7 separate regions of the Mus musculus genome follow, and all the other regions are linked to region 1. A link is a contact called in public promoter capture Hi-C data. All regions are on one chromosome and are shown on one strand. The core of a region is the stretch at or near the end of the contact, and the rest is flanking DNA. Distances in the headings are between cores, read along the strand shown. Region 1 holds the start of 3110083C13Rik (RIKEN cDNA 3110083C13 gene). Region 2 holds the start of Cdadc1 (cytidine and dCMP deaminase domain containing 1). Region 3 holds the start of Cab39l (calcium binding protein 39-like). Region 4 holds the start of Parp4 (poly (ADP-ribose) polymerase family, member 4). Region 5 holds the start of Phf11d (PHD finger protein 11D). Region 6 holds the start of Mphosph8 (M-phase phosphoprotein 8). Region 7 holds the start of Rcbtb1 (regulator of chromosome condensation (RCC1) and BTB (POZ) domain containing protein 1).

Region 1 (3,393 bases), core at 289-2,788:
GTAGAACACTTGCCTACTATATTGGAAACTCAACACCAGCAAAAAACAAAACAAAACAAAACAAAACATGAGTTTATTATCCTAGGCACTAGTAGTTTTGGATGTTAAAGTAAATACCACAGGGGGACTAACCTAAGGTTCTGGATAGGATGGAATTGAATATGCAAACAGAAAAACCAATAATGAACAATAAATTTGGTTGACATAGAATGAACAAAAATGTTGGGGCTGGAGAGATGGCTCAGTGGTTAAGGGCTCTTGCTGCTCTTATAGAGGGCCCAGGTTCAGTTCCCAGCACTCTTGTGGTCCCTTAGGATCACCTGTAACTCTAGTTCTAGGGGCCCAATGCAAGCTTATGGCATTTGGGCATCAGGTCTGCATTCAGTGTACACACATACACGCAGGCAAAACACTCATACATATAAAATGAAAACAAATCACAGAAAACATTAAAAAGTAGTCTATAATGCTTGTGTAGCTTTTTCCACCTCTGATGTGGTGTGAGGTTGGAGTCAATGTTTGTATAAACTGTTCAATAATCAAACAGTTACCAACCTTTAATCTGTAAGGTATGCTTTTCTTTTTGTTGTATTTTAATGCTTGAGTTTTCCCACTAGAACTAGGTAACAGAAACCTAGCAAATAAGGAAAATAAAAAACTGCTTTTAATTTTAAAAACCCTAAAACCCAAAACACTGAAATGCCTCTCTCTATAAAAATCTTAGAGAGTACATTCAAACTTTCCAAGGTTTTACAAGACCGGGTTCATCTTGAAGTAGGGTACTTAACATTTGCATCCTGACAGCTCAGGTTTAGGAAAACTTGTTTTGCCGCGTAGGCGGGGTCCACTAAAACATTACGGTTTCGACTTATGTAACAGCTGTCATTGGAATTGATAAAATCTGCAACTATCAGCTGTTTAACTTTTAGAGTTGATATTCTCTAGACTGGGGGGGTGTGTGGCTCACACAGTAGGTCGACGCCACCCTTTTCAACAAAGAAGCGACCAGGGAACTCTTTAACGATGCAGGCTAACTAAGGGGTGCCCAGCCCCCGCAAACGTCAAGGACCCTTCTCCATCCACCAGGTGGGCAGAGGCGTGCCCCAGCCACGCCCACACGCATCCCGGGCGGGGCCTCCCGCCGCCTCCTCCCGGAACCCCCCAGGCCCTCCAGGCTCGTGCCAGGCGCCTAGGGTCTCCTGTGCCTCCGCCCCCCTCCCAGGGGTGCCTGAGGGCGGGGCCGGGCTGAGCCGTACCTGCGCCGACACCGTTCGGGAGCCCTCGCGCGCGGCTGCTTTCACGCGGCCGTGATGCCATGCCGCTCCTGCGCCTGCCAGGGCTACCCCGGCCACAGCCGCTGCGAGAGGGCCGCGAGTCGGCACAGCTCGTCGGCCGGCCGCGAGCCCGCGCCGCAGCCTTCCGCCCCAGGCCGCCAGCCAAGCGCTTCTTCCCGCAGCCGCCGCCATCTTTGCGGAAGCGCCCGAGCGTCGCGCCCCGCCCTCACCGTCTGTTGCCCGAGAACAGAGTTGGGCTCTCGCGAGAGCTCATCACCCTCCACCGTGCTCTGCGCGTGTGTTGCTAGGTGTGGCTGCTTCCTCGACGTTCAAGCGTGGTTTTGAGGTGACCCTCGGCTCCGGTGACAGTTTCCAAGGCAAAGGACATGAGTTAGCTGGTTAACTGTCCTAACAGGTCAGGTCACCACTGTGGGCCAAGAAGGGGCTGCAGGGATGGCTCAGGGGTGAAGGGTGCTTGCTGCCCTTCCAGAGCACCACAGCTGGATTCCGGAGACTTAAGGCCACAGATAAGTCCAGCTCCAGGGCATCCAGCGCCCCCTTCTGGTCTCTACCCCCCCCCCCCCATGAAATTAGACTAAAGGAAGGGTAATAGATTCTGGGTGGAATATATTGGACAAACTAGATTAAGAATAGGGACTAAGAAGGGTGTTGATGATAAATGCGGAATCAAATTAGATTTAGCATGGTTTTTCAGTCGATAGACTTAAACATAGCATCTTTAGCTCTCTCGGGAAAGCCTATGTCAGTCGTAAGTGGGCACATTTAGAGCTGGAGAGGGAAACACTTCTAACAGTAAGCGGCAGAGGGTGCTGGGTATAACCACTGTGGGTGTTGATGCAACAGTAGAATTTCATCCTCAAAGAGGCTAGGGTAAGGGGCTGAAAATATTGACGATATTATATTTGCCCCAAATGTCACATGTCTGATTATAGTGAGTCACTTGAGACAGTTGGTTCAGTGGATAAAGGCACTTCATGCCAAGCCTGCCTACCTGAGTTAGAAGTCAGAGAAGAGAGTCCTATAAGTTGTTTTCTGACCTCTGGTCTGCGCAGTGAGTTCCAGGCCACCCATAACTACATAGTGAAATCCTGTGTCAAAAGGAAAAAAGGAAAGAATATGTGTACATGCTCACCCTTACAGATCTCCGTTTTTTATAGCTAAATGCCCTTTATATTTATTTATCAAGACTCATTTTTTATGTGTATGCCTCTGTGTATTTATGCCACATATGGGTGGGTGCCCCCAGAGTCCAGAAGAGGGTGTTGTAGCTGGAGATAGAGGCAGTTGTGATCAGCCTGATATGGGTGCTGAGAATGGACCTCTGGTGCTCTGGTAGAGCAGAGAACACTCTTAACTGATGAGCTGTCTACTCAGCCCCTAAAATTTGGTGTTTGAATGAAGTAAAATGTACAGGACGTTAGCATTTTGACAACATTTGCATGTACAGGTCAGTGCTGTCAGGCCCTATGCATGGCATTTAGCAACAGCCATTATTTTTCTTTGGATTTTTTTTTTTTTTTTGTAATCTTTCAAAGCTGGCCAACACTTTTCAAGGGCCTATCTCTGTTTGTCTGCTCCTCCCGAGCGCCTGGTCTTTCATTTCTGTTAAACAATATCTGATCCAGACTTCTGACAATGATTTTCTTCAGATCTCCCAGACAAAGCCACTGTATTGTAAACAGTTGCTATTTATTGTATGTTTCCTTTACATTTTGTTCTTACAAAATATTGACTCGTAGCTGTGATCCCACATGGGACTAACAGTAGGTGCACACCTGCTCCATGCCCCTGTCACCAGCCCCCTCTTCCCTCCCCCGCTCATCTTCTCTATGGCAGATGTGGAACACGACCTCAGGGCTGGATGTTCTTTTGGTGGTAGAAAGGATTTCATCCTGGCAGAAAGCTTGGCTTCTGTAGCCTGGGGTCCTCAATTCTTCCTTACCGCTACTGAGTAAACTTAACCTTCCCCTTGTTCAACCTCTGACCTGGCCTCAGACTTAGAACCTTTACTTGGGTGTGTATCAGTTTGATGCCCATGTCAGAGGTGCCAGAACTCCTGATGTACAACAATGGCCATTTCGATGGGTTAACGAAATAA
Region 2 (3,393 bases), core at 490-2,989, 1.6 Mb after region 1:
TCTCTAGGTCAAGCCTCTTTTCAAGTTGGCCGGCTTTCAGAAAACAAGGATTTCTTTTGATGCCTCTTGCAATTATTTCCATGTCCAGTTAGATTTTAATTTTTAAAGCCTTAAACTGATAACAGGTATGGGTCAGATTTCTAAACAAGATTTCAAATAAAATATTTAAAACAAAACCAACTTATTTCTCTTAAATAAACAAAACCTCCATGGTATCTGTCAGATGAAGGAGAGGATGCCAGAAACCAAGGGTGAGAAAAAAAACTTTTGCACTGAAAAGGGATTCAAGTTAAATGTATATAACAGAATTACGATGAGATAAAATATGGACAATAAAGCTAAAAGGATTTCCAAATTTTGTATTACTAGCAAACTGACTTTTACAATGCACATTTTTAAGGCGCTAAATGTCTCCAAAAGAAAAGCCTTAATACCTGGTAATCATGGCACACACTAGAAATAACTTTTCAGACTGGAAATATGAGCTAGTTCGCTGTGGTTACAGGCACAGCATACAAAAGCCATGACACCATTCCTAGGTTCTTGCTGCATTTGGCTGTTAGGACTACAGTTGGCCAATGAAACCAGACTTAGACTACTGCTTTTCCAAGGGTAAACACTCTCTATGGAAATAAGGTATACCTGAGATTTTTGCCCTTGGGCTTCCACTCCTGGGAAGAGCTCCATCCAGAGACTGAGCAGGGTGAAAAGGTTCACTTTAGAAAGCCTTGGTATTTGACCTACAAAAGAGAAGGCAAGCACTTCAGAATTTCACTAGTGAAGGCAGAGGAGCTAAGCTCAAAGCTACGAGTGAGCTGCAGATGGTCTGGCAGGCAGGAGAATAAAAGCTTCCTTAGCAAGAGTGGCCACAACCTCACTTTCAGTGACCTCGGGTGGCACTTTCCAAAGTTGGGTGCTTTTTTTTTCTCCAGCTCACCCCACAGGTAAAATAGTAAAACTGATACAAAGGCTCTGGAAATAATCAATCAATCAATAGGATAAGGGCTCCTCTCTGATGTAGCCGAGGAGCAAGGTCCCCACCCCTACCCCTCTGGAACCTGGCATTGCTAAAAGGGCAATGGTTGGAACATGATTGATCTTCAACCATAAGGCAAAACTTGAGGGAGGTATCACGGGTGGTGAATTTGCCAAAGCGCAATTTCAGGCTCTTCAGCTCCGGGATACTGACTCTAGGTGCAACCACCCACCAGTGCAGGACAGGACGCGACCTATGAAGCCTGGACAGCACAGTGTCCGGGACGCGCGCCTGGCAAGGAGACCAGGGACGGCGGGGCAGACAGGAGTCGCTGTGAGTCACAGGGCAGGCAGGGTGTCAGGGAGGTGCAGTATGTGTGTGTGTGGGGGGGGGGGGGGGAGTAGCAGGCTAGCAGGGCGGGAAGGAGACATAGAGCAGGGAGGGTGCTGGGCTGTGCGGAGACACAGGACAGGCAGGATGCGGAGCTGGAGGGAGACTCGGGCAAGCGTGCAGAGCGCCAGGAGAGGGGCAGGGCGGGAGAGAAGGCCACCGCACTCACCCGTCATGCTGCCCGTCTGCGTGCCGACTGACCTCTCGGCCCCGGAACCCTCCAAACTCTGCATCTGATCCGTTTCTTTCATCCCCAGCCCAAAGGCCTCGGCCCAGGACAGCTTGCCCGGTCAGGCATGATAGGTTCCTTGAAGCTCGCCTACGGCCACCTCTGCGGCCTGTCAACAACCGCTTGTTCTGCGCAGCAAGATGACGTCTCGGTATGCCCCCCCCATCGCTTCCGGCGCTTAATGTGACGTCAGAGTCCGGCGCACCGAGGTGGTGGTGGTGGTTATCTATCAGTTATGCTACTCTGTGTAGCAGGCTGTGTTCAGTGATTTTTGCAGAAAGAAGGACGCTTGAAGTTGTCTTGGTTCGGGACAGTAGGGGACCAGGGTGGAGGACTTAAACAGAGAGAGGCGAACATAGAACCGGAGTGGGCGAGGTGGGGGAAGCAGGGCCATCGGAACCCAGCCGTCAGATGTGGGCGGATCCCAGGGTATTTGGTTCTGCTTCATATCCAAACTCACACAAACTATGAGAAGAGAACTGGGAGGATCGAAGAGTTAAGTAGACAGCGGAACCTGAAAAATCTGAGTTGTCCGTCCCAATGAATTTGTAAATAGAGCGTACGTGTGCGCGCTTACCGTACAGAGGGTATCTTCCTCTATATGGCCCTCCAAATGTTTGTTTTGAGAATGGGTCTCTGCTTGGATCTGGAGCTCACTGGTTGGCTACACTGGAGCTTCATCCTCCTGTCTCAGACTTTACACACTTGTGACTACAGGCTGGTGCAGCTTTACTCAGACCTTTTTTTTTTTTTAATGTGGGTTTGAGGGATCCAGAAGGAACTCCTCAAGCTTATATCTAAAGCATGTACACAATGAACCATCTCCTCAGCCCCCAGTGAAAAATATAAAGTGTAAAATGAAGCCTGGAGAGGTCAGAAACATGGCCCAGCAGTTAAGAACACTTCCTACTCTTCCAGTGGGTCTGAGTTCAGTTCCCAACACCCACATCCAGAGTGGGTCACTACAACCCTTAACTCCAGAGATGGATATTTGAACAAAAATTGTAAAAATAGTTTTATTTTTATTTAAAATATAATATCATTACAAATCTCCCCCCTCCCCGAGGCCCTGATCATTTTTAAATTAATTCATGGTTTTTCTTTAACCACTATTGTTTATATACATGTATTATATATGTATATAATATATACACACATATATCTCTACATATATGTGCTTGTATGTATATGCTTTTAGGACTGATCACTTGGTACTGGATAACTAGTTGAGGGGACTTATTCTTGGGGAAGACTAATTTCTCCTCTGTTATTATTTACCCTTCATCTAGATATGGGACCCCTGGGAGATTTCACCCATGTTGGCAAGTTAGCTGGTGTTGGCATTGTTCGGGTCTTGTTTTGGCAGCCATGTTGTTGAAATTTTGTAGGTGGAGCTTTCCTGCAACAACTAGAAGACAATGTTCTGACAGCTTCCTGATCCTCTCTGGCTCTTACAGTCTTTTCATCCCCCTCCCCCCTTTCTGAGATGATCCTGAACGTTAGGTGTAGGGGTTGAGTTCTAGATCCAACCTTCAGGACTGGATATGCAAGGTCAGTTGTTCTCTACATTTTGAGAACTGCTGTTGCTACTACCTTCCTCCTCCTCTGCTCCATTCTCTCTCTCTCTCTCTCTCTCTCTCTCTCTCTCTCTCTCTCTCTCTCTCTCTCTCTCTCTCTCTGTGTGTGTGTGTGTGTGTGTGTGTGTGTGTGTGTGTGTGTGTTTGTCTTTTTAAGAAAGGGTCTCACTGTGAAGTCCTGGCTGGCCTAGAACACACAGCGTAGACTCCTGAGTCTTAGA
Region 3 (3,393 bases), core at 609-3,108, 1.4 Mb after region 1:
TAAAGAAATGAGGTGATAATGACCAAGAATTCCTTAAAACAGGAAAGCACTCTGTTGTCCACTGAGTACCAAGTGGAATACAATTTTTCTCTTTTTCCTTTTGAGAAAGGCTCGCCTTGAACTGGTTATGATACTGAGTATAGCCTTAAACTTCTGATCCTTTTGCCTCTACCTCCTAGGCACTGGGATCAATGGCATGTGCCACCACACTGGACTTATGTAGTGCTCAGATTCCAAACCAGGGCTTTGCACAAACAAGGCACGTATTCTGACTGGGCTATGGTTCCAGCCCAGAATATGCTTGACATATACCACTAACTGTGATATGCTTCAGAACACCAAAATGTTCTTAGAAACTTGAAAATCTGTTAGCCAAAAAGAAGTATGTATCACATTGGCAATGAGACTCACCAGAAATGCAAACTGTTAAAAGGGAAACATAAGCTATACACTGTACTTCAGCCAGGCAACCTTTCCACTGTAAAATTAATACTACAGATATCCAAGTGCCACAAAGAGACATTGCCAAGCTGCCTTCCACCTTAGATTCTAGTAACTTCCACCTCAGTACACTCACTCAGCCTGACACCTCAGGAAAGGGCAGGTGGGGACAGGAGGACCAGTAGCTCAAAGCCATCCTGGTCTACTAGGCTGGACTTCCACATAGCAAACAGCAACTAAAGAAAAAGCTCTCACCAGTGTAGCTTGGAAGCTAATTTACAAAAGAAAAAAAATTGCCAAAAAAAGTTAAGGAAATTTAAAGCTTATCTTCCAAAGACAACACTAATATTTCACTGTTAGTGTACTTTTTATTTGTTTGTATGTTTTGTATTTTGAGACAACGTTTCTCTGGGTAACCCTGGCTTTCCGGGAACTCAATCCGGAGAGAACTCAAGAGATCCGCTAGTCTCTGCCTCCCCAGCCACCATCTCCCAGCTTGCCAGGAGAATTTTATTTAAATTTGGTTCTTTGCCAGTCTCAAACTTTCATCTGGCCAAACATACAGGCAACTTCATTTAGATCTAAGTTTCCTTTTTACTTGGAGGAAAAAGAAACTAAAAAAACTAAGATACCACTATCTCGTTGGTTCTTTGATAGGCATGACATAATCGGAGCGTAAGTCAGGGTCAGGCACATTTTTAACGTGTTCGTATGTTAAACAACACAACAATGGCAAAACGCCTTCTGGTGAAGAATAGAAACCTATCCTATCGTATGTGGTAGGGTATTTGGAAGAGCTAATGGTCTGTTTACCAAATCTAAGACTAAACATAAATTAATCCTCCACTTTGGTTTTCTTCACTAACATGCAAAGAACCATGTTACTACATGCCAATCATATGATCTGTCAATCATATCCCTTTCTGCAGTGACTTTATTGATCTTGGACTGTTGAGTAGTGAGTCAGTCCGTCGCTCCGAAGATACCAATCAAGTTCAACTGATAAATAATTTCATTTGTTCATGGCCAGTGTAACCTTACCTGTGGAATGGACCAGTGTCCTGAAGATCTTGTCTGTGCTCCGCTGTCTACAGCCCATGATAGCCAAATTACTCAGAAATCACCAGCCACGAAAGTGAGCGCCGCAAGACGGTGGGGGAAACGCGACTGAGAGCCCCGGCCACCCCCGCTACTGAGACAGCGGGTTGAGGCGGCCTGGCACCCCGCGCGCCTTGCACTGTCCGCACCAGAGTCTGCAGTCCCGAGGCGGCTTCACCTCAGCGGGGGAGACATCAGCCCCAAGGGAGCTCCACACAGTTTCCGCGGCCCCGCGGCGCCGGCCGGAGCGCGCGGCCTCCTGATTGGTCGGCGACTCTCTCGGTTTGTCTCGCGCGGACTGCTACGGCCAATCGGGTTCTCGGCAGCCAAGTGAGGCACTTCGCTGGAGTGGTGGCGCAGCGCTCTCTGCCCGCGGTAGGTGTGTGGCTGCGGCGAGCCTTTTCCGGCTCTGGGAGTGTGTGTGTGGAAGGAGAGTCCTCGGGGTGACAGGAGTGTTGGGAGTGAAGGGGCGACTTAACTAGCAGGGGATTCTTCTCGCCCGCCCGGAGTCTCCTCCCTGTGTTTGGGAGGCAGGCGTGGTGGTGGTGGCGGTGGCGGTGGCCCCGGCTTGGCTTTGCTGGTCATTAGAGTCTGGCGCAGGCTTTGCTTTCCTGTCTTAACCCTGATCCCTTGGTTTCCGAGAGTTGCTCAGCAGTGTTTGTGGCGCGAAGATTCCCACCGCCGACCCCTGTCATGATTAAAGGAGGCTGGCTGTAGGATTCAACACGGGAAAGCCAGTCGTGGAAGGGAGAGGGGGCTGTCTCGACCACTGGCCTCCGGGTCGATAGAGAACTTTTCTTTTTTGTCAATTGCCAGGGGCCAACTGCGGAGCCTTTGCCCTTCTCGAGAGTTCATCCTTTGACATACATGGACAGCAGGTTGTGTGAGAGTAGTTTTATTCATAAGCATGCCGCCAGCATTCATTCAATGACGTTAGAAAAAAAGAGAGAAATAAAATAAAATAAAAAGGAGAAACGGGAAGTAAACTAGTGTTTGTCATGCTCCAAATTCACTTCATGCTAGGTATACATGTAGCTCAGGCAGACCGGATCTTTCTGCCACAGGAGCGCCACACCCTTACCCCAGTTTCAAAGGTGCTGATTTTTTTTTTTTTTTGTAAATTTCTCTTTACATATTTTTAACATTATAAACTTGATTTTAAAAAAAAGTTTGCAAAAAAAAAAAAGAAAGAAAAACACATCAAAATTAACCAAACCCCAAAACAATACAACTCAAATGAATACATCTATGCAATTAAAGTTGACTTTTGGAAACGAAATTGTGAAGCTTCACATTAAATTTAACACATGTCGAATATGTTTTCTGCACCTAGTCAAAACCAACCAAACAAGAAAGCCATGACAGCTTTGTACATTTCTGGGTCTGCGATGCTATGCGGGCTGGCTTTATGGAACAGGGTATTATTTAAGGAGGGTGTTGGAGTTTGGGAAGAGCAAGACACTGTACTTTCCTCTTTCCAGTTTTCTCTTGGGGAAAAAAAAGTAGAAAAGGAAGTAGAAAGCATTCTTTTTTTTTTTATTATTTGAAAGAAGCTGCCAGATCTGAAAATCTAGCCTGTTAGAGACAAATATTTTGTGATTCACTTATAACAGTTTTGATAAACTTAACACCAGTATCTTCACTTTTTATTTTATTTCAAGGTTGAATAACTTAAGTTATTCAAGGTTAATTGGTTTGTTTTTTTGTTTGTTTGTTTGTTTTTTTGTTTTGTGTGTGTGTGTGTGTGTGTGTGTGTGTTCTTTGTGGGTTGGTTTTTTTTTTTTTTTTGGTTTTTCGAGACAGGGTTTCTCAGTGTAGCCCTGGCTGTCCTGGAACTCACTTTGTAGACCAGGC
Region 4 (3,393 bases), core at 616-3,115, 1.4 Mb before region 1:
ATGGAAGTTATCACCTGGAACCTACATACCTATATTTTAAAAGTAGAGTATAATGATCCAATCACTTGGGCAGAGGAAGAGCCTTGAACTAGCTACTTAGAGCTGAAGAGCAGCCTGGACTATATAGAAAGGCCCTGTCTCAAAAAGGCAGAAAGATCTCTGTGAGTTGAGGCCACTCTGGTTTACAGAGTGAGTTCCAAGACACCCAGGACTGTGATACAGAGAAATTCTATCCTGGGGCGGGGGGAGAATAAAATTAAAATAAGTAGCACACAGCACATTATTCAACTGTTGACTGTGTGACCCCACCCCCACCCCCATTGATAAGCTGTGCCAAAACCATGAGTGGCATCATCCCATGGGCTAAGGACCTGAATGGAATTAAAGGGAAAGCAGACAATACTCATCATTTCACTTATTACCCTCTGACTGTGGGCAAGATGCGATCAGACACCTCCTGCTCCTGCAGTCAGACCTTCCCTGCCATGAAAGACTGTACACCCTAGGACTGTAAGCCAGCACACCCTCTCCTTCCAAAAGCTGCTTCTATCAGAGCAATAAGACAAGAAACTAGTAGTACAGTAAAAATGTCTCCTTTTCTGCTTTGCTTTTTAAGAACTCACTAAAGATCTTTGACTTCTGATCCTCCTGTCTGTACCTCCAGTCTGTAGGGACTACACACATATACCACCAACCCTGTTTTTAATACAGTATTAGGGACTGAACCCAGGGCTTCACACAGCACTTTAACCTGCTGAAGCATATCCTCAGTCCAGTAAAGACGTTTCTAGGGAGGGGGAGGTGGCTCAGTCCCTAGAGTGCTTGCCTGGTAAGCATAAAGACCGGAGTGTAACACACCCCCCCACCATTTTAAAAAGGAAAAAGCTGGAAGCTGGCTAGGTGGCTCAGTGGGTAAAGTATTTGCCCTACAAGCCTGATGACATGAGTCCTATACCCAGTCATGTCAAAGAAGAAGAGAAATCATAAGCACACATATGTGTATGCATGCAAACAAATATAGTATATTATATATACTATATATAAAGCCATATAATATACATATAAAGCCACACATAATGGTATGTGCTTGTAACCCCAGTGCTGGGAGGAAGAGACTGGTAGATCCTTAGTGCTCACTGGCTACCTAGCCTAGTACACATAATAAGTTCCAGATCATTTGGCACCTGAGGACAGCACCCAATAAATCATGTCACCAAAATTCACCTTTTACATTCAATTCTCTAGTCTAGACCTTATAGTCTCGTTTCATTCATCATATTCTGAAATTATTAATGGAATTATTTCTAAATCAGTCCCTACTCAGTACATTTCTGATTCTAGCGCCCAGGGCCCACACATGTGAAGCAAATAACCAGCTGAGCTGTCTAGCCCTAGACCCATCGTTTGAGCGTCTCCAATTAGTGATGGATGCTATTGTGCGCTTCAAACTCAGAAGTTCTCATTTTCTTCCACTGTTGCTGCTGAAAATCGAACCCAGGGGCCCACAAATGTTAGCCAAGCTTTCTACCAATGACCTAGCTCTTCAGTCCTAAATTCTCTCTGATGCCCCTTTGGGAAATTTGTTTCTTACCTGCCCTGGGATTCCAGCACCCTATTTAACCCCAATCCGTAATCATTTCTCTGTCAAAAGTCCCCATCCATCAAGTCTCCCAGATTCGAATTTTGGGTTTACTCCTACTGGCAATTTACACTCTGAAAAAGAAAGTGAAAGTCCTGAACGCTAGGCTGATCTGGAAAGCTGAGGCCACGCCTTCTCCCCAGCTGGACAGTCGCAGGACATCCCTCTAAGGGGCGTAGGTCCGGTGTTCAGGAGCCGCAGCCACGGTCCCGCCCCGCCGCGCCCCACCTAACCCGGCTGCGCCTGGAGCGGAAGCACCAAGGCTGGAACGCTGGCTGCGGAGCACGGAGGAGGGGACCATCCGACACCAGGAAGGGCCAGGCGGGATCTCCGAGCAGGTGCGTGGGTACCCCAGGAGGCTGTCTGACAGCCCGAGGGTCCCCGGTAGTCTCTGGTGGTCTTGACCTTCTGAGGCCTGGCTCAGGGTCAGCGGCCCTAGGAGGGGAGTGCCAGGGGAGGGGAGGTCAATGTTGACTGCGCCATCAGACCCACTGCTGTTTTGGGAAAATAACTGCAACAGAACGCAACATTTCTTTACTTTCTGAAAGTTGAGGAAACTTTTGGTAGAAGAAAATAACTCATTGAGGTCTGGAGTTGAAATTTAGCCGAATCTGACTAAGCTCCGGGTCCTATTAAGACAAAAAATAAGTAAAAAAGATGGGGTGAGTTAATTTGCAGTTTTAGCCAAGACTGGGAATAGAGAAATTCTTAGTCTGTCTAGGCCTTACCTATGGCAGTTACAATTTATGTTAATGAAAAAGGGGAAGGCCAGGAAATCCGCCCCACGTAGATTTGTCCTTAGGTTGGATTTATGCCTCTGTCCTACTAAAGGTACTTCCGGTGCTATGGCTATTCTTGGTTGTTAAATTGACGCACCTGGAAAAAAATGAACCTCAATTGAGAAATCGCCTCCGTCAAATTGACCTCTGGGGTGTGTCTGCAGAGCATTTTCTTGATTGCTAACTGAAGGAAGAGAGCTTAGCCCACTGTAGGCACCGCTTCTGGGCAGGTGGTCCTGGATTGTATGAGGTGAGCAGAAACAGAAAGCAAGCCAGTAAACTGCGTTCTTCCTTGACCACTAATTAATCTACTCACTTTACATGCCAATCACAGCCTTTAATCCAGTCAGTTCCTTAAATTGTGCTACTGTTATGAATAGTAAGTAAAAATATCTGTGTTTCCTATAGTCTTAAACCCACTGTCAAAGGGGTCAAGATTGAGAACCACCGGCTTCCACGTTCCTGTCAGGGGTTCATGCCCTGACTTTCATGTTTGACTGTAAGCAGTGAGATGAGGTAAGGAAGAGTAACAACAGGATCAAAGCTGGGATCTGTCTCAGGGCAGCCAATAGGAAGACGGCTTGTGATGGGCTCCCCTACGACACGCTGAAAGGAAGAAACGTGGGTGTTCACTCCCTAGCGAGGCAGCCTTCTCTCTCCACTGTGCAGTTTTTTGTTTTGTTTTGTTTTTTCGAGACAGGGCTTCTCTGTATAGTCCTGGCTGCTCAAGAACTTTTTCTATAGACCAGGCTGGCCTCAAGCTCAGAGATCAGCTTGCCTCTGCCTCCTGAGTGCTGGAACCAAAGGCGTGCACCACCACCACCACCACCACCACCACCACCAGGCTCGAGTTTGATATTTAAAAGCTATTGGAAATGACTTTTTTCCCTTCAGGTCTTTTTGACACGTTTGTATTTGGTTCAGTGAAAGGATGCCTATGTTTTGTTTGTTGGTTTTTTTCTGCTACTTTTCTAA
Region 5 (3,393 bases), core at 606-3,105, 1.4 Mb after region 1:
TATTGTGGATGCCAACAAGTACATGCTGACAGGAGTCTGATATAGTTGTCTCCTGAGAGGCTCTGCCATTGCCTGACAAACACAGAGGTGGATGCTCTCAGGCCATGATTGGACTTAGCACAGGGTACCCAATAAAAGAACTAGAGAAAGGACCCAAGGAGCTGAAGGGGTTTATATCCCCATAGGAGGAACAACAATATGAATAACCAGTACCCCCAGAGCTCCCTGGGACTAAACCACCAACCAAAGAGTACATATGGAGGGACCTGTGGCTCCAGCCACATACATAGCAGAGGATAGCCTTGTCAGTCATCAGTGGGAGGAGAGGCCCTTGGTCCTGTGAAGGCTTGATGCCCTAGTATAGGGGAATGCCAGGAACAGGAAGTGGGAGTGGGTGGCTTGGTGATCAGGGGGCACTTGGAGGGGATAGGGGCCTTTTGGAGGGGGAAACCAGGAAAGGGGATAACATTTGAAATGCAAATAAAGAAAATATCTAATAGAAAAAAAAAAGGTTGGAATTCTTCACAACTGTCCCCAAGGAAGTTTTAAGGTTAATCTCAATGTGTGTGTGCGTGTGTGTGTGTGTGTGTGTGTGTGTGTGTGTGTATGTGTATGTACCCTCCACACACACACACACCAGGGTATAGAGCAATAGCTCTGTCGACAAATGCTCTTATTTGTCTTGCAGAGGACCCAGGCTCAGTCCCTAGCACCTACTTGGTGACCTATAAAAATTTCTAACTCTAGGTCCAGGAGCGATCCTTTGCCTTCTTCTTCTAAACACTAAATCACCAAGTACATGAGGAGTATACAAACATTTATGCAGAAAAGATAATCATACACAAAATAAACCTCAAGAATATACTAGTTGCAGGATGGCTATAGGCTGAAACATCTCTACCAAGTGGGGGAGGATAATGGATCCCTGGGTTGTTTCAGGGATGGAAGGATGAAAGCTTTGCCTGAAAATAGTGACTTCCCTTGAGCAGTGATCACTGCTATCCCTGTTGCTTGAAAGGCCTTTAAAGGTTTGGCATTAGTGCCTTCCTATTGTGTCTGTATTTCCTGCTTTAACCTTTGGGCCGGGTTTCTACTGGAGAAACAGGATTGGGGCAGGCCTGAAGTAGCCTGTCAACAACACCAGCGTTCAAGTTATTCCTGCTGTCCTCTGTGCATTATTTCTGTTTCTTTACCCAGATAGAACTTCCTGGCCATTCTTGATTGTTTTCTAAGATGGTTCCAGACGCCTTGTGGACCACAAAACTGACAAAAAACTGGATCATCATGCTCTTATAATAAGAGAAAAACATCTCAAGGAGATTGTCACCATGGGTGGCCCTGAAATATCAGCCTGCACAACACAAACTCTTAAGACACTGATGGCTATAAGAAACACATACCCCCAAACTGGTCCTCGGTATTCTCCATTTGCCCACAAAGACCTAGACTTCCTTTCCAGATTGCTAGCACCCCCAGTAAAGCCTCGCCTCCTTTCCCACGAGCATGTCTTGACTGTTCCCTTTACAGTGCACAGCTTCTAGAACTTTGGAGAGAAGACCCAACGTGGTGGAACAGGCTGACATAGAGATTTCATGTTCCAGAGGCTCCCAGTACCTACAGCTTTCCCAGATACTGTAAGCCCAGCTCCACCCTCAGCAACATCCTGCAGTCTCCCTGGAGGTGGGAGAGTGGGGTATGGCATGTACCTGCTGGCCATCACTCTAGTACTCACCCCTTGAGACTGGGCCACACGGTGGTGCTGTCTCTTGGGCCATGACTGGGCGCCTGTACTCCTATAAGCACGACTGAGTTTCTAGTTTCTGGTTTCCAGATTCTACTTCTAGCTCCTAGTTTCGTTTCCCGAAATGTGCATAGTGAAAGCAAAGACCTAATTGGCGGGAAGTGCATGTTGTAGCATGCTGGCAGATTTTCAACTCTGAATAGTCATTTGAAAAGTTTACTCTGCCAATGTGATGAAAACCAGGGCCTAAAATAACTTAGGGGAGGAAATGGATTATAGGACTAACAGGGTGCAGTCATCATCCAGAGAACAAGGAAGAAAGCAGGAGCAGGGAGGCTTTCTGCCTATTTCCCTGGCTCTCTAGACCTGCTGTGCAGTACAGTCCACAACCACCTGCCCCATGCTGCTGCTGCACACAGAGGCCTGCGCCTTCCTCCACAACGAGCAGTCAGGAAAATGCCACACAGGCCACTCTGATGGAGGCAAATATGGAGAAGGGTTCTCTTCCCAGGTGTGTGACATCAACAACCACAATAGCCATCAATCAGCTGGAGAAAACCCACACCAGACACCCCAACCGTGCCTGTGCTTAACTTAAGGAACAATCGGTCTGTTCTTCTGAAACTTGTAGCACATTGTTTGGTCTATGTGGGAGTATCGTTAAAGGACAAAAAATTAATAGGTCTTAGACCCAGGTGCCAGTAAGGACTTTTTATTTAGCACCCGTGGGCTACAAAGCACACAGAAATGTAGATCTTTCAGTCCCAGTGACAAAGGGAAACATTCATGTAGGCACTAACATATAGGGAATAGAATTCTAAAAAGTTCATTCTTTCGGGGGAAATCAAAGATATAGTCTAGAGGGAAGGCACTCTGCTGCAGACGAACCTCATTTGGGTCCTCGATCCACGGGTGAAACTCAGGTTCCGGTTATAGGTGATCAAGGAGTCAGCGAGAAGGGGGTGACAGACAGGACACAAGGGAGTGTGGATCTGAATGTATTTTGTCTCAAAGCGAGCACCAGTCTTATAAGTGACTTTTACACAAAACAGAGGAATGCCTACAAAGTACTGGCAGGAACCAACTGGGATAAAATTCTATGTTAATGACTGGGATCAAAAGCAGCCCCACCTAAGGTCAGCTTAATACTAGAAGTCAGGGGCGAGGGCTTCTGGCCCTTGCCATAGTTCCTAATCTAGTCCAACGTTTAGTCCGATTTCCCCCTAGGCCATTGTAAATTCCTGTGTATGGGTGTAACTCAGCTATCTATAGTTCTAAGTATCAACTCCTGTTCCTCCTTAAACCACAATCTTCCTTCTTCCCAGATAATGGTAAATTCCTGCATATGGGAATAGTGTGCCCTGAGATTTCTAACTCTTATCCAGTAAGATACTGTAAGAAAGCATGCAAGACCCTCTACATTATCGCAGGGACAAATCTGGGGCACTCTAGCTATGGGAATGCCAAATTTCCAGGAGACTAAGTTTCCGTGAACTTTTCACCTCAGGACCACGCCCAGGCTTTTCAGCCTGTCAGACAGGTCACTACTGGAGTGGATGTAGCAGCACTTAAGAGGGCCAAGGGCAGCCTGTGCCTGGCAGAAGAAAGGCAACTAAACAGGGCACCATGGATAGCCTGGGCAAAATGAAAGG
Region 6 (3,393 bases), core at 663-3,162, 1.3 Mb before region 1:
TCAGAAAAATATTTTCTTAAGTGACGTTTCCTAGCAGTATTGTATGCACATAGAACAATTGTTACTTATTCATAATCTGCACAAATAACTTCGTTATATCATTCTCTGATGTATGCTGATATGTCTATGTTGTCTTCCATCTATATCTGATATCTATGTATTAATCTATCTAAAGGTGTTTTTTAAACCAGTCTGGCTTTGAAGACTTCACTCTCCTGCCTCAGCCTTTGGAAGGCTGGGGTTATAGGAATGTGACCTGTTTTAAAGTTAGTATGTCTCTCTGGTGAAACTTACTCCACACACTTAGATTAATAAAGGAGAGAGCTCTTTAATAATACCATAAATCTGGCTCTGGATACTGCTCAAAGAGGAGCTAGTTGTGAACAGATTTTTTACTAACTTACACTCATTTTCGGCTTATACATGCCACATAAGCTATTATTCTGAAATCTCTTTCAGGTTCCAGATGCAGGTTACTCTTGGAACAATTTTAATACAGACAGGAGACTGAAAGTCTAGTCACTCAGGCAGATACAAGAGGTACACAGCGAAGATAGTCAGAATTATTTCTAAGCATATACACCAGTGTTGTTCTTTTCAAATAGTTGTTATTCAGGGTCCTCTTGCCTACCTACCAGCAGAGTTAGGCTTTTCCTCACAAGGGCACAGGGGATTTAATGGCAAACTAGGACTTAATGATAGGTGTGACTTGGGGCTCAGCCATTGAGCTGCCCCTTAGAGGCTTTTTTTTTTTTTTTTTTTTTAATAAGGTGGATAGGCTTAATGGCTGGTTGTAAGTTAGGGTTGTCTCCTTTTGTTGTGGAAATGGAGTCTAATTGGAGGTCAATCTTAGTGCACTAACGTTAACAGAAACTTTCTCAGCAACCCAAAACTTCAATGTTGGCACAAAAATGTCTTTCCTAGAGTTTGTAATAAGCCTGGTAATTCTCTTCCAATCATATCGCAGGCTCGCTTCCTAGTGACTCCTTTGTAGCATCAATATTACTCGTTTCTCTTGCATCAACCCCGCACCTGCTTCTGATATTTTCAATTCAATAAGAAGCAAGGGAACTTGGGAACAAACACATAGGTGGTTTTGGCTTGGTTTATCAGGTGTGAATGATCCAATTAATTAAGTATAGCCCAAATGGGGCCAAGCCAGGCAACCTGGGCTCTATCTTTTGAAGGAGAGAACCAACTTTTACTCAGCTACTAGGACCAAGCCTCCAACCATCACCTGCCAGACAAACGCCCTATCACTGAACTACTTTCAAAGCCCAACAAGTAAATCCCATAAATTATTACTTGATACAGTGTCTTGCTGTAAAGATTGGCCTTTCTCCTGACAGAAGAGAATACATATTGGGGGAATTCTCTCGCTATGTATGCCCTTGGAAATTAAACTCAGGTCCTCATATTTGGCGACCAGGGCCGTAATCTGCTGAACCACCTCCGGGTCCCTATTCTCTATCTATAAACGCTACTCACTAAAATGAAATATCCCTATAGGCTATATGTAATTGATTCGACCGCAGACGCCATATAAGCCAGCCAAAACCATACGAAAGGATTCCTGGGCAGCCATTCCGCACAGGCGGGTCTCGCTAACACTGGGGGTCCCTTTCCCAGAATCCTCATGGTCTCCTTCCGACAATCCAAACAACAGGTCTCCTCAGGCAGCGGGCGTCACCGGAGTTTGGGAGGTGAGGTGCTAGGACCGCCCCTCGCAGTCTCCCCAGGGGAGCCCTTCCGCTCTTCCCTGAGGCAGCGTTCTTCCTCAGAGTCCGTCGACCCGCCCATCCACTTCCCGTGAACTCCCCAGGGAGCCGGGGAGCGCGCCTTTGCGTGATTGGCCGTTCTGTGTGTCAATCCAGAGCTCGGCGCCCACAATTGGCTGGCTTGCCTCACGGTCGAGTCACGCCGCTGGAGCGGATTAGGGCGGAGCGGCAGGCGCGCGGTGCTGTCCCGCTGTGGGTCGCCGGCGGTTTTTCGCGTTGGTTTTGCACTGCGTCTGTGATGGCGGCGGCGGCTGAGGAGGGCATGAGTGCGGCCGCTCTAGTTATGTCAGTTCCCGACAGCATTGGCCGTTCTCCCGAGTCCGAAGGAGTTGGAGCAGGGGACGAAGAGAAGGACGCAGCCACCAAAGGAACGGTGGCCGTTGGGGACAGCGAGGAGGATGGGGAGGACGTTTTCGAGGTGGAGAGGATCCTGGACATGAAGTGCGAGGGAGTATGTGGGGGCTGAGCGGCCGGACAGGGAGTCTCCGGGGCGGGGACGGCGGGTTGGGAGAATCCGAGTGGGACGCCGAACAGCCTGGAACAGCTTGGGAGGACGGTGGCGGTCCGTAGGCGCAGACTGACATCCTGGAGAGGACCCTGGCCGCAGTCGGTGGAGGATGGATGCTTAGGGAAGTTCTAAGTGTTGTTTTGGCAGAAGAGACGAAGCGGTGACATGGAATGTTGAGAATCGTAGGATGCAAGGCAGCTGGTGGGAGACTTCTGTGGCCTTCAGCATTCGGGTATACGGTTAGGGCCATGGCTTTCCGTTAGGAAAGACTGGAGGATTCTCTACACCGTTGTCCCAATGTTTTCTAAAAGTAGAAAATGCTCCTTGGCTTAAATTCAGGAAATCCCATTCACACCGAGTGCCCGGGACAGTAAAGGTTTCCCAACCCAAAGTGTCCCTTTTCTGCGCGTTTTATGAGTGTAACTCAAGAGATTTAGAGTAAGCTTGAAAGGACAATCTTCGCACATCGTGCTTGAACACTTAACATCCTCCTTGCTGCGAATGTCGTCCCCGGGAGAAATTCTTAGTCTGTATTTCCAAGGCTTGGGATCCATCTGTTTGTGATACCTTTTCTCCCCTCTCTTCCCTTACCCGAGCTCTGCAGAAAAAGGTGCTTTCTCAGTTCTGTCCTTACTCTCTTACCTCTATTTAAGTCATTGTCTTTTATCTCTGTATTTGTCTTTTCTGCTCTAGATTGTGGGCTCCTTTAATCAGGGGATGTGGTTTATAATAATGCTTGAATCACGGACACTTAGTCCAGTAACAGCAAAGGCTGATTTTGTTGTTGCCGTTATCTGATACCGTGTACTGGACCCAGGGTTTCATGAATGCAAGGCAAGAGCTTTACCACAGAGATCTATCTCACGGCTGTGGGATTATTGAATGAGTAAACGAAATGGGAATTTGGAGAAAGGAGAAGATAAGGGCTGTAGATAGGAATCGTGCCTATACGATGGTTTTGTTTCTGTTGTATTTTCTGTCATTTGTTATCTGCCATATGCCAACTTTCATCTTAATTTTTAATCCATTGACAAACTTTTTTTTTTAATGGACTGCTGTTTACCCTGTGCCATGTTGGCTTGATGGTAGACATTTCTTTAAAGTGGT
Region 7 (3,393 bases), core at 666-3,165, 1.2 Mb after region 1:
GGATGTGTGGGGAAGGTGGATGTTTTCAATGTTTACAGAGGTTAATATTTCACTGCGAATGAAATCTGCCTGCATCTACATTTGCTTGTACACACACACACACACACACACACACACACACACACACACATAGTCTGCATGCATCTACATTTGCATGTGCTGTCTCTCCCTCTCTCTCTCTCTCTCTCTCTCTCTCTCTCTCTCACACACACACACACACACACACACACACACACACACACACAGTCTGTCTCACCAGAGAGACAGAGAGAGACAAAAGAGAGACCAGACAGAGACACACAGAAAGATTATCATTTAAGAATCCTACAAAACATCTGGGATAGAAGTAAGGTGGTGTTCTAAGGACAGATACACTCAGACCTTATAGTTCATTGGTATTCTAACCTTCTTACTAGAAAATATTTCCATAAAAAAGGAATACTGTCTCTCTGTAGGCAACCTTCAGCACAAACATTAATTGTACTCTATTTGCAGCTGCAAAACGCTTCAGAAAGACTCTGTGGTAAGGGACTCCTTTCTTCCCTATGTTCCCATAATTTTCCATTTCTATCCTCCCTCAAGTCTACCAAATTTCCATATTTTTGGTGTTGCTCTTCCATTGGCTGATAGTGAGAGTCTAGTCAGTTCTCAGTTATTGTAGTAAGACCATATAGCCCTGTTATGAAGAGTTCATAATATGTGAGATCAGGTAACAATAGATACTTAATCTCTTAGATGCAGAGTAATACATTTACCTGCATTGTGAATTTTCTGTTTTGAGTATGTAGTATTATAACTAGAGGAGTAGTTGTAGCTGAGGCTGTCTCAATGAACTTTTACAACAACTGAAGATGTTAAGTCTGCAAGAAGAATAGATGGTGTCTGACCTCAATTTTGAAAGATGAGAGACCGATGAATATTTTGGGAAATGTTAGGAAAAAAAAAAAAAAAACCAGAGCCAGAGTCATTAAACTGGTAAAAACAGATTTTACCCAGGGACTAGTACAACAGAAAGAAACATTAGGGTATAAAATAGGGCTCAATTTCTATATTGCAATAATTTCTAAGTAAAATCTGTTTTTAACCTCTTCCTCCTGTTTTTTCTTTGAGAAAGGAAATGGTGATTCTGAACATTTGAGATCAAGGCAAAAGAATGAACAAACCCTGAGAGGCCTACAGCAATTTAAGGTATATATATATATATTTAAAAATGTAATCCACCGAAAGTACTCAAGAGAAACAAGAATTCTCTATAGGGGGGAAGCACGTTGTAGTTACTATGTGCTGACAGAAAGGTTTTTGGACCGCATCTGCTTAGTGGTAAACAGAAAACAAAGGGGATTTGTATTTACCGCTGGGACCTGAAAAGGGAAAGGTGAGTCTAAACAAGATAGCTTGAATGTTGGGGTGCCAAGTGTAGACTTTGGTCTCTAGTGCCAAATGGGAGAGCCTAGGGCGGTAGGGGACTTTACAACTGATAAGCTTCTTCTGATAGACGCACAAAGCACAAAGCACAAAGCGGCCGCTCCCTTCCGGACCTCAGTTGTACCCGCTTAACACAAGAAAAGTTCTGGGCAGAGAGAGAGCTTTCAGCAGCCTTGCCTCTGCCCTCCTGACCTAGGCGTCCTGGCCTTCCTCGGACCGGGCAGAGACACGTGTCCTGAAGACCAGCGGCCTGGGATGGGCGGAGCGGGAGGAAGGCCACGCTCTGCTGCCATCCTGGGACGCCTTCGCCTTCCGGTCCTCGCGGGAGCCACTACGGCGCCCCTGCGCTGCGCCAGCAGCCCGGTCTACAACCAAACCCGAGCGGGAACCTGAGCAGACAGAGGGCGCGCGCTGCGCGGGGCGCTCCGGTGTCACGTGACGCGACCCGCCCACGTGACCGGCGGCCCGGGCGCTTGTGCTCGCTCCCGGTTTTGGGGGGGAGGAGCCGGCTACGGCTAAGGCGGCGGCGGCGCAGCGGAGTCAGGGCCTGGCCGGGCGGCCTGACAGGTAGAGCGCTGCAGGGCGGCGGTGCGGGCGAGCGAGCAGGCGAGCCGGACAGGGCCTTGTTCGGCCGCTGGCTGCTGAGTCCGCGCCCTCCCGAGGGCCGTGCGCACCAGGCGCGTTCGCGACTCCCCGGCGACGCGCACCCCGCACCGGGCACCCGCGGATTCCGTCTTGCGGGCGCTTCCCCCAGGTGTGCGGCGAGCCGAGTACGTGGCGTTGCCCGCGGCCTGCCTCTGAGGAGCTGCGCTGTCCGCCCTGCGGGGGAGGAACCCGGAGCACGCAGGTTAGCGGTGGGAGGCTGACTGCTGCAGAGCGCCGAAGCCGAGGGTTGCAGTTTTATAAGACAATACAGCTTGCTTTTAGAAACATTCATAGTCTCCCTCGCCTCTGCCCCGTTACTGCTACGAGGATTAAAGCTCGTGGTGGGCAAAACAATCGGAGTTTCTGAGACTGGCGTGCGCTGTAGCGGGCGTAGCATCAAAAGCAAGAAATGCTGGCAGGCATGAGATGATGCTTACGGGACCCTTACGGGAGTTTAGAGTGTCTTTTAAATTTTGACTTCAATTTAAATCACAACAGGATTTAGGTTCTCTTCTTCTGTGGCCTGGGTTTTACTCCATTGTGTGAATACCAGTACTTCGGGGCGGGTTTTTTTTTTTTTTTTTCCTTTCCCCCTCTTTGTGCCTATTGAAGAGGAAGTGATGCGTTAATCTTTGAAGTGTTTCTTCTGTGATTTTTAAGTCTTATGATCCGAAGTGTTAAGTTCTACGAATCTCAGAACATATACAGGAAACCAAAGCTATGAAGCTCGTAGCTTAAATTTTGTGTTCTAAGGTTTTAAACTGAGTGCCTGTGTGTACCAGAAAGTGAGAAGTCTGGGGTCTTTATCCGAGAGTCATGCAATTGAATTGCTCTTTCTGCATTTGGTACTTAAAAGGAAGCATATGAAACAAAGGTTGGGCCTTCATGCGTTTACAGGCCTGACAAGACATTGAAATACATTTTCTTTCTTAACTAGGATCTATAGTTAAAAAATTTTAAGACAGTACATTACCTTATATGTATCCAGAGATGTGATAAAAACTGCTGGACTTTAACTAGAATAGATTTCCTAACATGTCAGTTAATTAATCTACTATGTAATTTGGCTCACAATATAGACGAAAAATTTCAAGTTTTCAAGTATATCTAGGCCACAATATACGGTTTATAAGAAGTCTACAGATCGAGTTCCAGGACCATCAGAGCTACACAGAGAAATCCTGTCTTGATAACAAGCAAAACATTTACAAGCTAAGAGTGAAGAAAAATTTAGAAAATATAAATAAATATAAAGAAGAATGTACATAATCTGTAATTTTACACCTAGAGAAAACATCTTATATTTTAGAGTGTGAGTTCTAT

The links. Promoter capture Hi-C pulls out the DNA fragments that hold promoters and counts their contacts.
Region 2: a contact with region 1 is called in a promoter capture Hi-C map of pre-B cells, with 6 times the contacts expected there. The contact joins the promoter of Cdadc1 here to the promoter of 3110083C13Rik in region 1. A contact is called at or near these places in 9 of 39 promoter capture datasets (the 3T3-L1 cell line, 3T3-L1-derived adipocytes, the C10 cell line and 5 more), 1 of 115 datasets of contacts at active chromatin or transcription factors (astrocytes) and 1 of 9 other capture datasets (adipose tissue).
Region 3: a contact with region 1 is called in a promoter capture Hi-C map of liver, with 5 times the contacts expected there. The contact joins the promoter of Cab39l here to the promoter of 3110083C13Rik in region 1. A contact is called at or near these places in 5 of 39 promoter capture datasets (the 3T3-L1 cell line, hippocampal neurons, liver and 1 more) and 3 of 115 datasets of contacts at active chromatin or transcription factors (astrocytes, large pre-B cells and pro-B cells).
Region 4: a promoter capture Hi-C map of pre-B cells shows a contact between it and region 1, with 2.4 times the contacts expected there. The contact joins the promoter of Parp4 here to the promoter of 3110083C13Rik in region 1.
Region 5: a promoter capture Hi-C map of liver shows a contact between it and region 1, with 8 times the contacts expected there. The contact joins the promoter of Phf11d here to the promoter of 3110083C13Rik in region 1. A contact is called at or near these places in 4 of 39 promoter capture datasets (cranial neural crest, hippocampal neurons and liver) and 1 of 9 other capture datasets (liver).
Region 6: a contact with region 1 is called in a promoter capture Hi-C map of pre-B cells, with 3 times the contacts expected there. The contact joins the promoter of Mphosph8 here to the promoter of 3110083C13Rik in region 1. A contact is called at or near these places in 3 of 39 promoter capture datasets (hippocampal neurons, liver and pre-B cells).
Region 7: a promoter capture Hi-C map of liver shows a contact between it and region 1, with 4 times the contacts expected there. The contact joins the promoter of Rcbtb1 here to the promoter of 3110083C13Rik in region 1. A contact is called at or near these places in 15 of 39 promoter capture datasets (the 3T3-L1 cell line, cranial neural crest, embryonic stem cells and 8 more), 5 of 484 Hi-C or Micro-C datasets (CD4 T cells, bone marrow-derived macrophages, embryonic stem cells and 1 more), 7 of 115 datasets of contacts at active chromatin or transcription factors (astrocytes, embryonic forebrain, embryonic stem cells and 4 more) and 2 of 9 other capture datasets (adipose tissue and macrophages).

What each region holds. Positions count from the first base shown.
Region 1 is chr14:57,997,774-58,001,166 of GRCm38.p6, forward strand. It overlaps 3110083C13Rik (RIKEN cDNA 3110083C13 gene), which reads left to right and starts at 1,539. Exons shown (of 2, transcript NR_166770.1): 1 at 1,539-1,689. It overlaps Micu2 (mitochondrial calcium uptake 2), which reads right to left and starts at 1,489. Exons shown (of 12, transcript NM_028643.3): 1 at 1,257-1,489. The coding sequence starts at 1,466.
Region 2 is chr14:59,596,220-59,599,612 of GRCm38.p6, forward strand. It overlaps Cdadc1 (cytidine and dCMP deaminase domain containing 1), which reads right to left and starts at 1,740. Exons shown (of 10, transcript NM_027986.3): 1 at 1,536-1,740; 2 at 643-740. The coding sequence starts at 1,617.
Region 3 is chr14:59,439,105-59,442,497 of GRCm38.p6, forward strand. Cab39l (calcium binding protein 39-like) reads left to right here and starts at 1,859. Exons shown (of 11, transcript NM_026908.4): 1 at 1,859-1,914. It overlaps Gm45935 (predicted gene, 45935), which reads right to left and starts at 1,776. Exons shown (of 24, transcript NM_001320725.1): 1 at 1,483-1,776. Setdb2 (SET domain, bifurcated 2) reads right to left here and starts at 1,776. Exons shown (of 14, transcript NM_001320720.1): 1 at 1,483-1,776.
Region 4 is chr14:56,573,754-56,577,146 of GRCm38.p6, forward strand. It overlaps Parp4 (poly (ADP-ribose) polymerase family, member 4), which reads left to right and starts at 1,866. Exons shown (of 35, transcript NM_001145978.2): 1 at 1,866-1,977. It also overlaps a transcript of Cenpj not described here.
Region 5 is chr14:59,363,635-59,367,027 of GRCm38.p6, forward strand. It overlaps Phf11d (PHD finger protein 11D), which reads right to left and starts at 1,856. Exons shown (of 11, transcript NM_199015.4): 1 at 1,733-1,856. The coding sequence starts at 1,775.
Region 6 is chr14:56,666,336-56,669,728 of GRCm38.p6, forward strand. It overlaps Mphosph8 (M-phase phosphoprotein 8), which reads left to right and starts at 1,913. Exons shown (of 14, transcript NM_023773.2): 1 at 1,913-2,229. The coding sequence starts at 2,017. It also overlaps the pseudogene Gm4032.
Region 7 is chr14:59,199,313-59,202,705 of GRCm38.p6, forward strand. Rcbtb1 (regulator of chromosome condensation (RCC1) and BTB (POZ) domain containing protein 1) reads left to right here and starts at 1,916. Exons shown (of 12, transcript NM_027764.2): 1 at 1,916-2,272.